4 separate regions of the Mus musculus genome follow, and regions 2, 3 and 4 are each linked to region 1. The links are chromatin contacts, called in public HiChIP or PLAC-seq and promoter capture Hi-C maps. All regions are on one chromosome and are shown on one strand. Each heading gives the region's core, a stretch centred on a gene start, on an enhancer-like site or on the middle of the called end of the contact. The rest is flanking DNA. Distances are from core to core; before and after follow the strand shown.

The links. Promoter capture Hi-C pulls out the DNA fragments that hold promoters and counts their contacts. HiChIP or PLAC-seq counts read pairs in DNA pulled down with a chosen protein or histone mark.
Region 2: a contact with region 1 is called in an H3K27ac HiChIP or PLAC-seq map of large pre-B cells, with 6 times the contacts expected there. The contact joins two enhancer-like sites. A contact is called at or near these places in 1 of 484 Hi-C or Micro-C datasets (pre-B cells) and 2 of 115 datasets of contacts at active chromatin or transcription factors (the 230-238 cell line and large pre-B cells).
Region 3: an H3K27ac HiChIP or PLAC-seq map of the NIH/3T3 cell line shows a contact between it and region 1, with 5 times the contacts expected there. The contact joins the promoter of Echdc3 here to the enhancer-like site in region 1. A contact is called at or near these places in 3 of 39 promoter capture datasets (the C10 cell line, embryonic stem cells and pre-B cells), 1 of 484 Hi-C or Micro-C datasets (embryonic fibroblasts) and 2 of 115 datasets of contacts at active chromatin or transcription factors (the NIH/3T3 cell line and large pre-B cells).
Region 4: a contact with region 1 is called in a promoter capture Hi-C map of pre-B cells, with 3 times the contacts expected there. The contact joins the promoter of A230108P19Rik here to the enhancer-like site in region 1. A contact is called at or near these places in 5 of 39 promoter capture datasets (the C10 cell line, the HPC-7 cell line, embryonic stem cells and 2 more).

The regions. Positions count from the first base shown.
Region 1 is chr2:7,113,281-7,116,593 of GRCm38.p6, reverse strand. It overlaps a transcript of Celf2 not described here. Among named protein-coding and RNA genes, the nearest start is that of 5031426D15Rik, 190 kb to the right of the region's middle. Within about 2 kb of position 1,298, at least 75 of the 459 cell types and tissues checked have an H3K27ac peak or open chromatin away from gene starts, as enhancers often do. A contact at or near this core is called in the NIH/3T3 cell line, embryonic fibroblasts and pre-B cells, where this site is marked.
Region 2 is chr2:6,556,538-6,559,591 of GRCm38.p6, reverse strand. All of the region lies in intron 10 of Celf2 (CUGBP, Elav-like family member 2), which reads left to right. Among named protein-coding and RNA genes, the nearest start is that of Gm52546, 80 kb to the right of the region's middle. Within about 2 kb of position 1,746, at least 11 of the 459 cell types and tissues checked have an H3K27ac peak or open chromatin away from gene starts, as enhancers often do.
Region 3 is chr2:6,211,696-6,215,032 of GRCm38.p6, reverse strand. It overlaps Echdc3 (enoyl Coenzyme A hydratase domain containing 3), which reads left to right and starts at 2,039. Exons shown (of 5, transcript NM_024208.4): 1 at 2,039-2,242. The coding sequence starts at 2,073. All of the region lies in intron 1 of A230108P19Rik (RIKEN cDNA A230108P19 gene), which reads right to left.
Region 4 is chr2:6,191,762-6,194,969 of GRCm38.p6, reverse strand. A230108P19Rik (RIKEN cDNA A230108P19 gene) reads right to left here and starts at 1,719. Exons shown (of 7, transcript NR_040333.1): 1 at 1,649-1,719. All of the region lies in intron 4 of Echdc3 (enoyl Coenzyme A hydratase domain containing 3), which reads left to right.

The DNA.
Region 1 (3,313 bases), core at 49-2,548:
TTGTAGGATGAACTTAATCGAGCCTCCAGCCTTTCTCTCCCCCCTATCAGTTGTATTCCAATGCCCACAATCTATCTATAGGTGCCACCAATGAAGGGTTAGCAGTTGGATGATATTGGCATAGCTATCAGCAATCTGCAGATTTTCATTTGGGGTTGTGGCATCCTGAAATAAGTTGAAGCAGAAATAATATCCCTGGGTTGAGAGATTTCAAATTCTATTTATTGATAGGTGAAGTACAGGACCAGATACTAGTAAGTGAACAAAGTTGGCAGAGGGTAGAAATAACTTTCAGACTCCCAGCCACAACAGTGAAAGAGAAAACAAAAAGAAGAGGAGACACCAGCTGCTCTTTATTCTTTGGTGTGTTAAGCTTCACTACACCTGGGGCTCTTTATTTGCCTTTCTTTGGGCTCCCCGGTTTGCTTTATTCTCTCTGGAACTCTGTAAGGAATCAGCAGCATTAAATCCTGCAGCAATGCTTGCTGGGAAGCCCAGAGAAGTCACCAATATGAGTCAGCATAATAACATCTTCCTGTCTGGAACAAAGGCAGCATTCATCATCATTTAAGTGGACATATGATGCTGCTAGTCAAAGCCTCAGCCACAGATCACATCAGTGTCCCATTACAGAGGCAGCACTGTCCCAGGACCCGCTTGGAATAGGAATCTCAAGGCTGGGCTGGATGGTGGGGGTGTCTCACTCAAGCTTCAAGGAAAATTAAAGGCACTAAATCAGCTGGTTAATTATCTGTGTCATTGACCTTGGAGCCTTAATGGGAAAATGTATTTCAGACACCGAATGCCTGTAAACAAAGAATTATAAGGTGTAGTACCCATCTCATAATTGACAGACCGGAGTGCATTTAAACAGTGTACACTTTCCTCTATGACATTTGCTTCTGTCCCTCTGATTATGTCTTCTTCAATTTCCCCCAAAGCGATACAATGTGTCTTATAACTTCACTTGTCTTTAAAGTTGTGCATGAGCAAAGATTCTCCAAGAGCTTTTCCTATCTCCCAGTTGTCTTCTGCATTTCCTTAACCTTGCCAGAAGCTGAAGTCCTCAGATCCTTGCTACGTTGTTGAAGGAACTACCATCAGTGAAGAAAAAGACTGCAACACACAGTACTACCATCCTTTCTGTGATCTAACATTCAATTTCATCACCATGGCAAATCCCAAGGGCATTGTGCTGTGACTCCATGGTGAAAAGAAAAACACAGCATGGTAATGCTGAGCCCAACCCAGCCTGCGTGAAGCAGGTGTCAGCCTGGAGCCAGCACTGAAGGCATCAGTGACCATTCACTGAGCAGTCAGGCATGGCTCATCCTGACCCTGCACCTCAAGGGAACTGCGTGGCCCTAACAGCACACAGAAGAGTCACCAATAGTAGAGAAGTCTAAATTCTTGTCTTCTACTTCTTGCCAAAAATTAAGGAAGTCAGACTTCATGGTTTTCTGAATATGCCTGCGTATATTAAAACCACAGAAATAAGACACACTACAGTCAAGAAAAGGACATAGTCCTCCTAGTGTGACGTTTCTTTATTACCATTCATTGGCCGGCCTCTCATTTTTCCATGAGATTCCCTCTTTATCCCAACGTGGTCCTCCCCTTTGCCCCTCAAACTCTGTGGTTCTGGAAGTCTTCCTCTTGCTCCTGAACGGATTCCATCCAGAGAGCCGCTTTGTTTGCTCTCCATTGTGTGGGAAGAACTGGCCATTTTATTGGTTCATTCACTATCCTGGTTCCTGTTCCTTACACCATTATTGCTTGATTCGTTTAACTCATAAGGCACCAGAAAGAGAGACTGACAGGAATAGGGAAGGAAGAGGGGGAGGAGAGAAAAGAGAGACAGAAGGGATGGGATAAAAGGGAAGAGAGAGAAAGAGACACGGGAAAGAAAGTAGAGTGGGAGAGAAGGAGATTATCGAAGCTTCTGGGTTCCTAGAAAGAAATTCAACCTATGCTAGACTTTTACATACACCAAGATTTCCAGCTCGTGCTTAGGACCGGAGACAGCATTCCAGGATGCTCTGGGAAAGACTAGCATCCAGCTTTGAGAGAGAAGCTCTCTGGGCTCAGGCTCAGTCCCAGCTAATTTAATGTCTGTGCCAAGGAAATTTTCTGTGAGTGGAAGCACTTAACTCCTTAAGCAAACAATTCAAGAAAGATCTACGGAAAATAAGGTTTAGAGAGGGGGGGGGGGGAGTTGTTGGTTTCTAATAAGTCCTAGCACTTCATATTACACGCTCTAGATTTTACCCCAAGATTTCCCATAGATGGTCTCAGCTGCTCTGAGCATGTGCTTAATAGATAGATACTTGCTCCCTGGGAACTGAGAGAAAAAAAAAAACCAGGAATCACATGAGATTGTCCATAAGTCAGGATGTCACTGAGAGCAAAGGCTAGCTAAATTCGAACACATGGAGCAATGGGTTTTTCTCTTGTGAGAAGTCATCTGAGCACTTGTGATCTTTGGACATTTGGGGGCAGCTTTCAACGCTTCCCATTTACTGCCCAGGGAAGCAACTCTCTCCCTGTTGTGAGCCTTGTGAGCTTGCTTGTGAGATGAATTTGCTAATGGGCTTGAGGGTGGAGATCACTTACTTAGGCTCCAACAATCTGTGATTATGAAACACAGGCCCTCCAGATCCCACAACCTGGCCAGGCAGTCCAGGACAGGAAAATGCGCTCTGGATAGTCATGGATTGAAGTGACACACTTCACAGAGCTGCCCTGGGCATAAACGGGTAGACTCTAGCAAGAATGAAATGTGCATACTCTTTATTGTGTGCCATCTCATGAGAATACAGTCACAGAACTCTAGAACGGTGCTTAACAAAAGGAAGAAGCATAAGCCTGGGCATAAGCAAGGCCTCTTTGCCAGGAAAAAAGCATAAAATACAACTGTAAAGCGAATGTTCAAACATGAAGAGGGAGGAGAACTATTCAAAGTGCAAGTCAGCAGGCGCTGGTCGCCAGGAATATGTATTGGTGACAGGTAAGGCAGGCCATCATGTCACCTGAAGCATGCAGGACCTCGATTTTGTGTTAATTACTCTCCGTGGTGACTCGGCCAGCTCGGGACTATTTAATTCAGGAATGAGGGAGTGCTAATGGATAAGGCATTGTAGACAGAGTGAATTAGTGCTTCCCGCTTGCGCTGCTGTCTGAAAGAGCTGGAAACGGACTGCCCCGCACCTCCTGCTTTCCCTGTTCATTCAGCCATTTGTTTCTATTGGGAGCAAAGCAACTGTGGCCTTGTAGAAATCCAGAAAGGTAAGTGGATGACAGTAGGACACTTTGG
Region 2 (3,054 bases), core at 497-2,996, 560 kb after region 1:
GGGAATAGTGCCCAGGCCTGAGGATGAGCCACACTTAAAGATCACATTTGGTGTGAGTATTTGCACTAGGGAGACTGAGCCTCGGCCACAAGGACAGCTAGCTTGCCTATCCATTTGGTCCCCCTGGCTGCCCAGGAGATCCATAACAGCCAACGGAGTTTCTGCATTGTGGACCTAATTGTCTGCCAGGCAGCCCCAGCAATGTAACATTGCTTCAATTTTTAATCTGGGGATCCTGGCCATTTGCCTCACTTTAAGCCATGAGTTAGTAAGTAGAAAACTGTTTTACTGAATGATCAGACCATAATTATTTTAAAGCAAAAACTGTAATTTAAAAGTTCAAAAGATAATAGCTTGAAGAGAAAAAAAAAAAGATTGTATCAGCAAGATGGTATGGTTCAGGTAAGGGTCCAACCCCTGGAGCCCCACCTAGTAGGAAGAGACCACAAGCTTGTACAAGCTGTCCTCTGGCCTCCACAAGCATGTCCCACTCCCCTCCCACACAGGCAGGAAATGTAAGGAAAGCCTTTAAATGTCTAAAGTGTGTCCACGTGAAGGTTAACTCGTGCAATCCTAGTAAGAAACCATATTTTCATAAGTAGACAATCTTCAGGTTTATTAAATCGTTTCATTTAGATGCTCGAGGGAGGCCGAAAACAAACAAACAAACAAACAAACAAACATAATTTTATCTGATCCTGAAGAAAAAAAAATGTTTCCTGCCACATATGATAGCTTTTGTGATATTAGCGTATAGTACACGGCCTGGTAACCTGTGACAGCAGAATGTTTTATTCCAGTTAAAACTGCCTCCAGCTTTTACATTTCCAGCAGCCACCTAGGAGCCTGGAGGCCCGGTCCTGTTTCTGGTGCAGCTCCTCTTTTTGACCCTGTCCTACAGCAGTGCCAGCCTACTGCCCTTCACCCGAGTTTCGGATGTGTGTGCATCCATCCCTCATGCTGCTTCTCTTGCCCCAGGACCTAGTTCCCCTCAAACAAGGACTTTGATTTGATCGCCTGCCTGTCCTTGGTCTGCAGAGTCACAGGCCAGTGGGAATGGTTGTCCCCCTCAGCACGTGCTCTGACTGCTGTGTGTCCACATGTCCGTGTCCTGTCCCTCCATGCCTGCTTTGTTTTGTGTTGCCGGCCTTTTCCCATTCTTATTGTGAGGACCCAAGGGGAACTGTGTGGAATGATGAGAAACCACAGCTAGTCCTTGTGTGGGGTCACATGTTACACAAAGTTTGCTCTGGCAAGGACAATAGTTTCAAATTGAGTTGCTGCTTTTCAGTTTTTGTAATTTGGTTAATAGAAATATGCATAGTTCGTGACAAGAAAGAATGTTCTTAATTTCACGTATCCCTACCTACCAGTCAGTGTGAACCATGTTTAATTAAAAATTATGCACAAATGGAAATCTATTCCTTCTTGATTGTTAAGTGCTACTACTGCTAGCCTCCTTGCCAACCTCAGCATCAACTAGGAGGGAGCATTTTCTACTTGTCTCAGATTAAATATTAAGGGGAACCCCCTCAGGGTGAAGTATCCTCAAAAGAGATGATGTCACCTGTTACAGATAATTCTCTCCAGGTAATCACGAGATACTCTTTCAGTTCTTGTCAGCTTACATATTGTTTCCTCCCCAGCTGTGTCCCAGGAATGATTAGCTACGATACTGTGGCTAGTATATGATATGATCATGAGAAGAGTCTGGTTTTCTGAACAGAACCAGATATTTTCCATGAACAAAGCAGCCAGAGAGAAAATAGGTAGATGACACATCTTAGCCTAGACTTGGACCACATCCCTGCTATAAGGCCAGCCCCTCGCTAAAAGGGTTCACAGATGAGTTGCTAGGTTAAACTGTTTGAAAAATTTACTTTTCCCTTGTATATTAATGAGTGACGCTAAAAAGCACAGCCAGCTAAAGGTAAAGCCAGATCAGAAAGACCAAAAAGAGCATGTGTCATTCAGGGCTTGCATCTAGATAGTTTGATTAATATATAAACATAGGAATTTTTTTATATTTTTGTATATTAATATCTAAATTAAGATAAAAATACTCTGAGCACATATATCCACCCAAGAGCCTTTATCTGATGATTTTTTTCTAAATATAAGTGAAATGCTCCCTTCCTTTTCTTGGTTCAAATTATGTGATTCTTCCGCATGGCTTAACATATTGTCCTTAAAACTATGATTCTTTTACTGTAACAAGTCATAAACACTTGGCGGAGAGTCATTTTTAAGTTCCTTTATGTGGCTAAAAGAAGAGAGGACTTGAGTACATTACCCTAGCTTACACTGCTCTTTATTTGCATTGTGGAGTCATTGTTTTGATCTGTCTTCTAGCAGTTTATGAAGAGAATGTCACTGTGTACCAGAGCACATTTGTGATCTTACCGACATAGTCAAATATGGAAGTGAAACTAACTGTATTCATATTTATCTCCCATAATTTCAGTTACTTTCCCCAGATCCTCATTTATTAGCTTATAGCTTAGCAGGCTCAATGTGTTCTAATACATTCCTTCCTTTTTCTCTCTTGTATGTGATCTATATCACCTAAAAAGAGTGGCTTGCAAATAAATGTCACCTGCTTGTGGTCACTCCTAGTTCTGCTTAGTGCCATCTCCACAGTGCGCACAAGAATGCTTGTCTATAGTCTTGGGTGTGTCTGCCATTTTAACTAACTTAGGTCTGTAAGTGAAGGCCTCTGAAGAGTAATTAAATGTAACAACTTAATAGTCAGGTGACACATCAACTCTATTGTCAGGCCAATTATCTAGACCTCTCTTACATAAGTTTGTCACCCCTTTCACTGTATCCAGCTTTTTTGTCTAGACAGCATGAGTGAGAATTTAAAGGGTCAGGGGAAATAATTGATCCATTCAGTGTTCTCAAAGAAAAGCTTTATTTTTTTTAAATGGAAATATTTTATTCAACTAAACTTTCTCAAACCTCTGCTTCTATTGTCCGAGGCTTTTAGAGATAATCAGATGTTGACAGCTGAATTGATAAGTGTTAAGTTTGATACCATGATTATCTAATGTA
Region 3 (3,337 bases), core at 790-3,289, 900 kb after region 1:
CTTAACCACTGAGCCATCTCTCCAGCCCCAGTACCTTGTTTTCAACATGTCGTTCTATATACTATTTCCAAGCCCTTCTTAGAATACAGGGAGCATTCTGTAGCAACAGCAGCACACCAGGCCACAAGAAACCCTGCGTGGTGTCCAGGCCTATCTGCCCTGACACTGGGATCTTGTATCTTCTCTGAGAGTCTACCAAAGAAAAAGGATCCCACTGCCTCTATCCTAGCTGAGGCTCTCACTATTCCATTCTCAGCTAGGGAAACCTTGGCTAGCTCTCTTTCCCATAATAATCACCTTCTTCTTCCCTTTCTCATAGGCTCTTCTTGCCCTACACTTGCCCCAAACCTTAGTCTGGCTGAAAGCTTGTTCTGAGCCACCTGGCCCCCCACAGACCTCCCCCTCTGGCACCCAACCTTAGCATCTGCCTGGTACTCTTAACACGCACGACCTGAAGGGTAACTCCTGCAGCTACCTGCTACTCAGTGGTCACATCACACCACCGAGGTCAGGGAGATCATTTCAAAACTCATAGGCCAGCTCTATCAAGGCAAGTCTAATTTATTATGCTTGCTTTGTAGCCTTCCATCCCTACGAGTCAAGCTTTAAAAACCCAGAGGTCAAGAATTGCAACCCTCTAACCAGCTGGATTCTTCTGGATTCTGGGTTTCTTCACAGAAACAAAGAATAATCTAGCTTTTTAGATAGAACAACAGTCAAGGAAATGGAGGGGTGAAGGGTAGTGGGAGAGTCTTCAATGATATTTTGAAATATCACCTTATACACTGTTTTGTCCTGTTATAAAGCTGAGGATGACAGCTTCGCAGTGGGCAGTGACGGTATATGCTTTTAATCCCGGCACTCACGAGGCAGAGGCAAGTGGATCTCTGTGGGTTTGAGGCTACCCAAGTTCCAGGACAGCCAAGACTACATAGAGAAACCCCGTTTCAAAACAAAAGGAAAAAACAAGCCCCTTGTGTGACTTTTTCTAGGATGACATCCACAGAGCAAAGAAACGATTCTACCCAAGGCTAGCTTAGGGAACCGGTAAGTCTACTGGGGTTACCTCTGTAGGTAGGGGTGAGGAGCTACTTGCAGGAGCACAAAAGACTCAAAGGCAGCTGCATGGATTAAAATCCCACAGCAGCACACATAAGACTCACAGAGGCTGCATCCCTGATGCCCCTTCAATGCCTTGCAGGTTGGTCATCTTATAGGACACCCTTGTAAATCTTTTTACTTTCTGAGATTTAATGAATGTATTGTATATACTGTATATCTTGTATATACTGTTATCCTTGCAGAACCCATTGGGAAAGAGTTCGGGCTCCTGGGATGGCACCTCCCTCTAGAAGCAACAAGATCTTAAGAGCTAAGATTATTTATTCTGTGTCTCCCACAAATACCCACATTTGCAAGAATTACCACACCGCAAGGATTTACTTAAAAGCCTTTCACTGTAGGATATGCCTCTCATCTAGCCACTGGGATCCTGAAACGGATTCCAGGCTTCCCCTGGGCGAATGTGGAAAGCCCAAGCTATAAATACCGGTCTCCCGCGTCTGCACGGGAAGATGCAAAACATTCAAAGTTATAGTAGGCTAAACACTCCTTGTGATCCAGGATCACCCACAAGGCATAGGAGAGTTTCCTGTGGGAGGCGTGGGCGCAGCAATGTGGTACATAGCTCCTGCCACTCATCACCGGATGACACTCATTTCACAACATCCGGCACATTCCTGGTGTCGCTACACAAAGAAACGAGCCAACCCAGTTCTCCCCTCCCTTAAACTCCTTCACAGCCTGACTAAATCAAACAAATCACTGGCTCTGGCAAATGAGTTTCATTCTGTGACCTACACCCAGGGCAGGGCCCCGAGCCCCTCCACCCCACCCGCCCCGCTCCACTAGTTTCGCAGCCCGGGTTTGGGGGCGTGGCTCCAGGAGAAGGACACCGGGGCAGGGCTTTGGGGGTGGGGCCCTGAAGGCGGGGCTCTGAGTGACCAGGTCTAAAAGGGAAAAACCCGAGGCCTAGGCTGCTTGCACAGTCAACCTTGCTTTTCTTGGCTGCAATGGCTGTGGTCGCAGGCCTTCGGGCCTTTGGGGTGAAGTGGCCCAGCTGGCTCAGGCGCAACCCATGGGCCCCTCTCTCCGCCGGCTTCTGCAGCCCAGGGTCAGCAGGACCTGCGGGGTCGGAGTCAGAGCCAAGGCTCACCAGCACGCGACAGCAGGACGGAATCAGGTCAGCCTGCAGGCAGTGCCAGGGCTCTCCCTGGAGTTGGGAGCCAGGACTCGGGATCAACAGGCCTTGCCGCCACTAATCCTGAGTTATTTGTCACTGTTCTTTTCGATTTCATCTCGAAAAGATGACATCTTTGGTGGAGGAATCCTTGCATACTGAGTTTACAGGTGTCCCTTCCCTGTGCACACTAATACGAGGCACATGTGAGGGTTGTAAGTGAAAACTTCCTGGTGGCCCCCTAACACGGCTACCGTGCCCAGTTGCCCAGTCGTTTCTGAACATTTCTGCTGGCATGAGCACACATCTATCGCAACAGCCGTTGCCATGACCTCCAAGAAAGCCTATCACAAAAGATCCATGCCCTTACAAACAAAATCAGCAGGCTCCAGGGTTAAGGGCATGCTGAAATGCAGGGTGGGGGAGGTCAATAAGTAAGGATACAGGGCACATGCCCTGATCTCTGCCCCCTTGTGCCACAAACCTAAAAGCCTTAAAGTTTTGTTTGAATCCGTGCACAACCTGGATGTAATGAAGACCCTTTTCAGGCCTGGGCAGCACAAGGCTGTGAAGAGCTACGTTTCCTTGTTTAAGAGCTACAGGTGGAGCTGTTTAAGTGATATGCCCCCTACTCCAGTAAATAGCTCTTCTTAACCCTAGAAGATCATGTTTCACTTTTTAATCCTCACCCAAACTTTTATGTGGTCCTCCAAAAGAATGGAGAGCCAACCTCTGGCCTTTGGCTCTCCCCACACCTCCCCTTCACCCTCAGACCTCTCTATTACTACAGCCTTTAAGGAGCTTAGCACACAGGTCTGCGGATACCCATCCAAGGTGCCCATATTCTGTCTGTCCCCTAACTCCCTACAGACAACCATGGGTGGCCACCACAGGGGCTAAGCATTGGTGGGGCTCAGTAACTAAAGAGCAATCCCATTTCCTGTGGACTCCTTGGCCATCAACAGAGATAGAAACACTCCCAAAGAGAGCCTTAGGGGGCTCTGAAATGTAGAGCCTTCCTTTCTGATTTTTTTTTTTTTTTTGAGACAGGGTTTCTCTGTGTAGCCCTGGCTGTCCTAGAACTCTCTCTATAGACCA
Region 4 (3,208 bases), core at 470-2,969, 920 kb after region 1:
AGGAGACACAGTGCACAGCGCGCTGACACAGCGCCAGTGACAAGGGGCTGAGGCTGAATCTCTGGCTAGTGATTTCTTGACAACCATTCTCATTCCAGAAAGGAGTTACAGTGTCTGATTTACAGTGCTGGGCTTACAGTGGTTAGACCAGAACTAGCCTGTCCATACTGTGGGACTCTGCACAAGGAGCAGCTGTGTGTCGGAGCTGTCTTGTCATCACTAATGACAATCAAGTCTGTTTCCCCTTGTAAAGCTGTCTTCCGTCCAAAACCTCACAGAATAGCGTTCAGTGGGCATCCATGAAGCGGAAAACCACAGTGTCTGTTCTGGGAGGAAGACATCCTGTTCTCAGTGGGAAATCTGGAAACGAAGGCGCAAACCTATATATGCAGCGAGCAAGGAGAACAGGCTATCTGGTCTTGAAACAACTGCCAAACTTAACAGTGGCTCACAGGCCTGAGGCAAGAAAGAAGTGAGACCTGAAGGGAAAACAGCAGTAGAGCCAAGGGGTGCCTGGGAGAATTTTGCCCTTCCCCAGGTCCTCCTGGTTAGTTTTGGCAGAAACGGGTGCACCTATGAAGATACTGCAGTTTACTACAAACCAGTATGCGGACACCAGGCTGGAAGTGGGCTACAAGCTGCAAGAGGTGAGGGTTTGCTCAAGCATCTTTCAAAGGGGAGGTGCTTGCTTATTATTTTAGATAGATATTTGCCTTAAGTGCAGCCATGTTTAGTGAATATTTCTTATATCATTGCCTGGACTTCAAGTCAAAATAGATTACAAATCTCCTGTGATACTCAAGGACTGTCTTGTAACTGCAGATGAAACCATGAAGCCTTTCATAGCAAGAAGTTGCTATACTGGTTCATCCTCTTTCCAACACATGACTTGCTGGAAGGTTCCATGGTAAAGGCATTTAAGTCCTATTGACAGGGTAAAAAATAGCAAGCCTTCTAAATTAAGGCTTATCAGAATTCCTAGAAACTTCAGACTGTCAAACTTTACAATTGTTTTTGAAAAGAAAGAGGAGAAATGTAACCAAAATATCCCTTGAATTCCATGGAAGCCCAGTTCTCGGAACCACATTGCGTAATCTGCACAGTGTGACAGATGAAGGGGCAAGGGCATCGTGAGAACCAGAATCGCTTTTTCCCTGCCAAAGAACGTTTTGTCAGGAAGCAGGCCTTCTCAAACGACAACAGTCTGTCCTGGGGGTGGGGAAGGCAGCTCCATCAGCAAATTCCAGCTGCACAAGCAGGAGGCCCTGAGTTCCATCTGCAGAGCACACTCATCAAAGCCAGGCCTCGCGGTGCACACTTGTCATCTCAGAGCTGAGGAGGCCAAAACGGGAGGATCCCCGAAGCTCTGGGACCAGCCAGTCTAAGTAATCAGCAACTTCTACCCACTGAAAGACATCCTGTAGATGCCTTTCAAAAAACAAGGTAGACAGCTCCTGGCAAACACCACCCAAGGTTGACTTCTGACCTCTAAATACACGTGCACACGTGCACCCAGTCCAATATGTGCATGCACACTTATGAGCGCGCGCGCGCGCGCGCACACACACACACACTCAGAATTATAGTTTCTCTTCATATTCTGGCCCCCCAGAAGAAGAGTGAACTCAAGCACACACTGTGAACGTACCATTGCATCTGCTGGTGATAATAGGTCCCTGTGTTTATCCGCAGAGAAGCAGGCAGGTGCTTTTGCAAACTGGCCTGGATGGACGTCTCAGTCCTTTCCTACTTAGGTGTTAGGACAACATGTGTTGGACTCTACTTCCCTCTGCTGGGCACTCTAGGAAAATGTTCTGCTGTGCTGGAAAGTTAAAGACTGCAGTTCTTCTACTGGGCAAAAGCCATGGAGTTGAGCATACTGTGTCAAGGCATGATTATTCATCTTATTTTTAAAGTCGTTCCCTTGAATTCAACCATGCATCTTCATTGTGCTATATAAAAGCCCTGCCTCCAGATGTTCTCTTCCCGAGGCCGGGCTGGCCATGCACAGCTAAGAGCCAGCACATCAGGCGTCCCATAAGTATATCAGTAAGTATTCCAGGAAAGCTAGAAAGGACTCGAGTCTCCTTCCAACACCAGTCCCTTCACCACGGGGAAAATCCTTGCTTCCGCTTACCTACCCACCTGGCTGTGTGTTTGCACACCCTTATCTCCCACAAGTCTAACTCAGAGTTCGATCCTCACCCATACCACAACTCCCACAGAGACTCGGACATGACTCATATCGACTATTTAACAGTGAGTTGCATGCCTAACATAATTTAGAAAATGCAGCTTAAAAGCACCCATGCATGCTAGCAACTTTTCCTAGTTTCCCGGCGAGATGAGGGCAGTGATCTGGTGTGTGTAACCTGTGCACACCTGGTGGGTGTGCACCGTATCCAACCCTCCCCCACTCATTCCTCTTTCTCCCTGCATCTCCTCAAGCTGCAGTCCACAGTCTCAAGAAGACAGACACCATTACTACAGCCTGAATGTGTTGTTCCCTGAGTTCATATGTTGCAGTGCAATCATCAAAGTGACAGCTGTTGGAGGTGGGGCCTTGGGATGTGATGTTGGGTCAAGAGTAGAACCTCATGATGGGACTAGAGTCTGTGGGAAAGGGGTGTCAGGTCCCATGTGAGGACACAGTGATACATCAGTCTCTGAACCTGGAGTCAGCTTTCTCCCTGGACACTAAATCTGCTGATGCCTTGAACCTGGGCTTCCCAACCTCCAGAGCATGAGATCTTCCTGCTTCTCAGCCACACAGTTTATGGCCTTTTGTTCTTACAGTCTGGATAAACCAAGGCATGGGGCCCACCCAAAAGATAAGCAGAGAGGCCCCAGGATGCTGCAGCACACAGCCATCACATCTGTGTGGTCCCCTCTGCTTTGCTGATCCGCTCAGGTGCTGTGAAGCCTTGAAGCCAGTGTCAGAGTCACAGAAGTATCCAGTAGGAGTGAGGATGTTAATATTAGTCACTCCACTCACTGGCATCTACCGAGAATTCCGTTATCTCGGATTAATCTGTTATCTGGAATAATCACCAGGGCGTGGAGAATGCAGGTACCCATTCGTCTGTCCAGAGGACGGATCAGACTCTGAAGGGTCAGTTGGTTTGACTCTGGTGTCTGTCTCCAAACCTCTCCTTTCTAGAAGATTGTCTGACAACCAGGTTAAGTCACAGCCTCAAATCTTAATTGT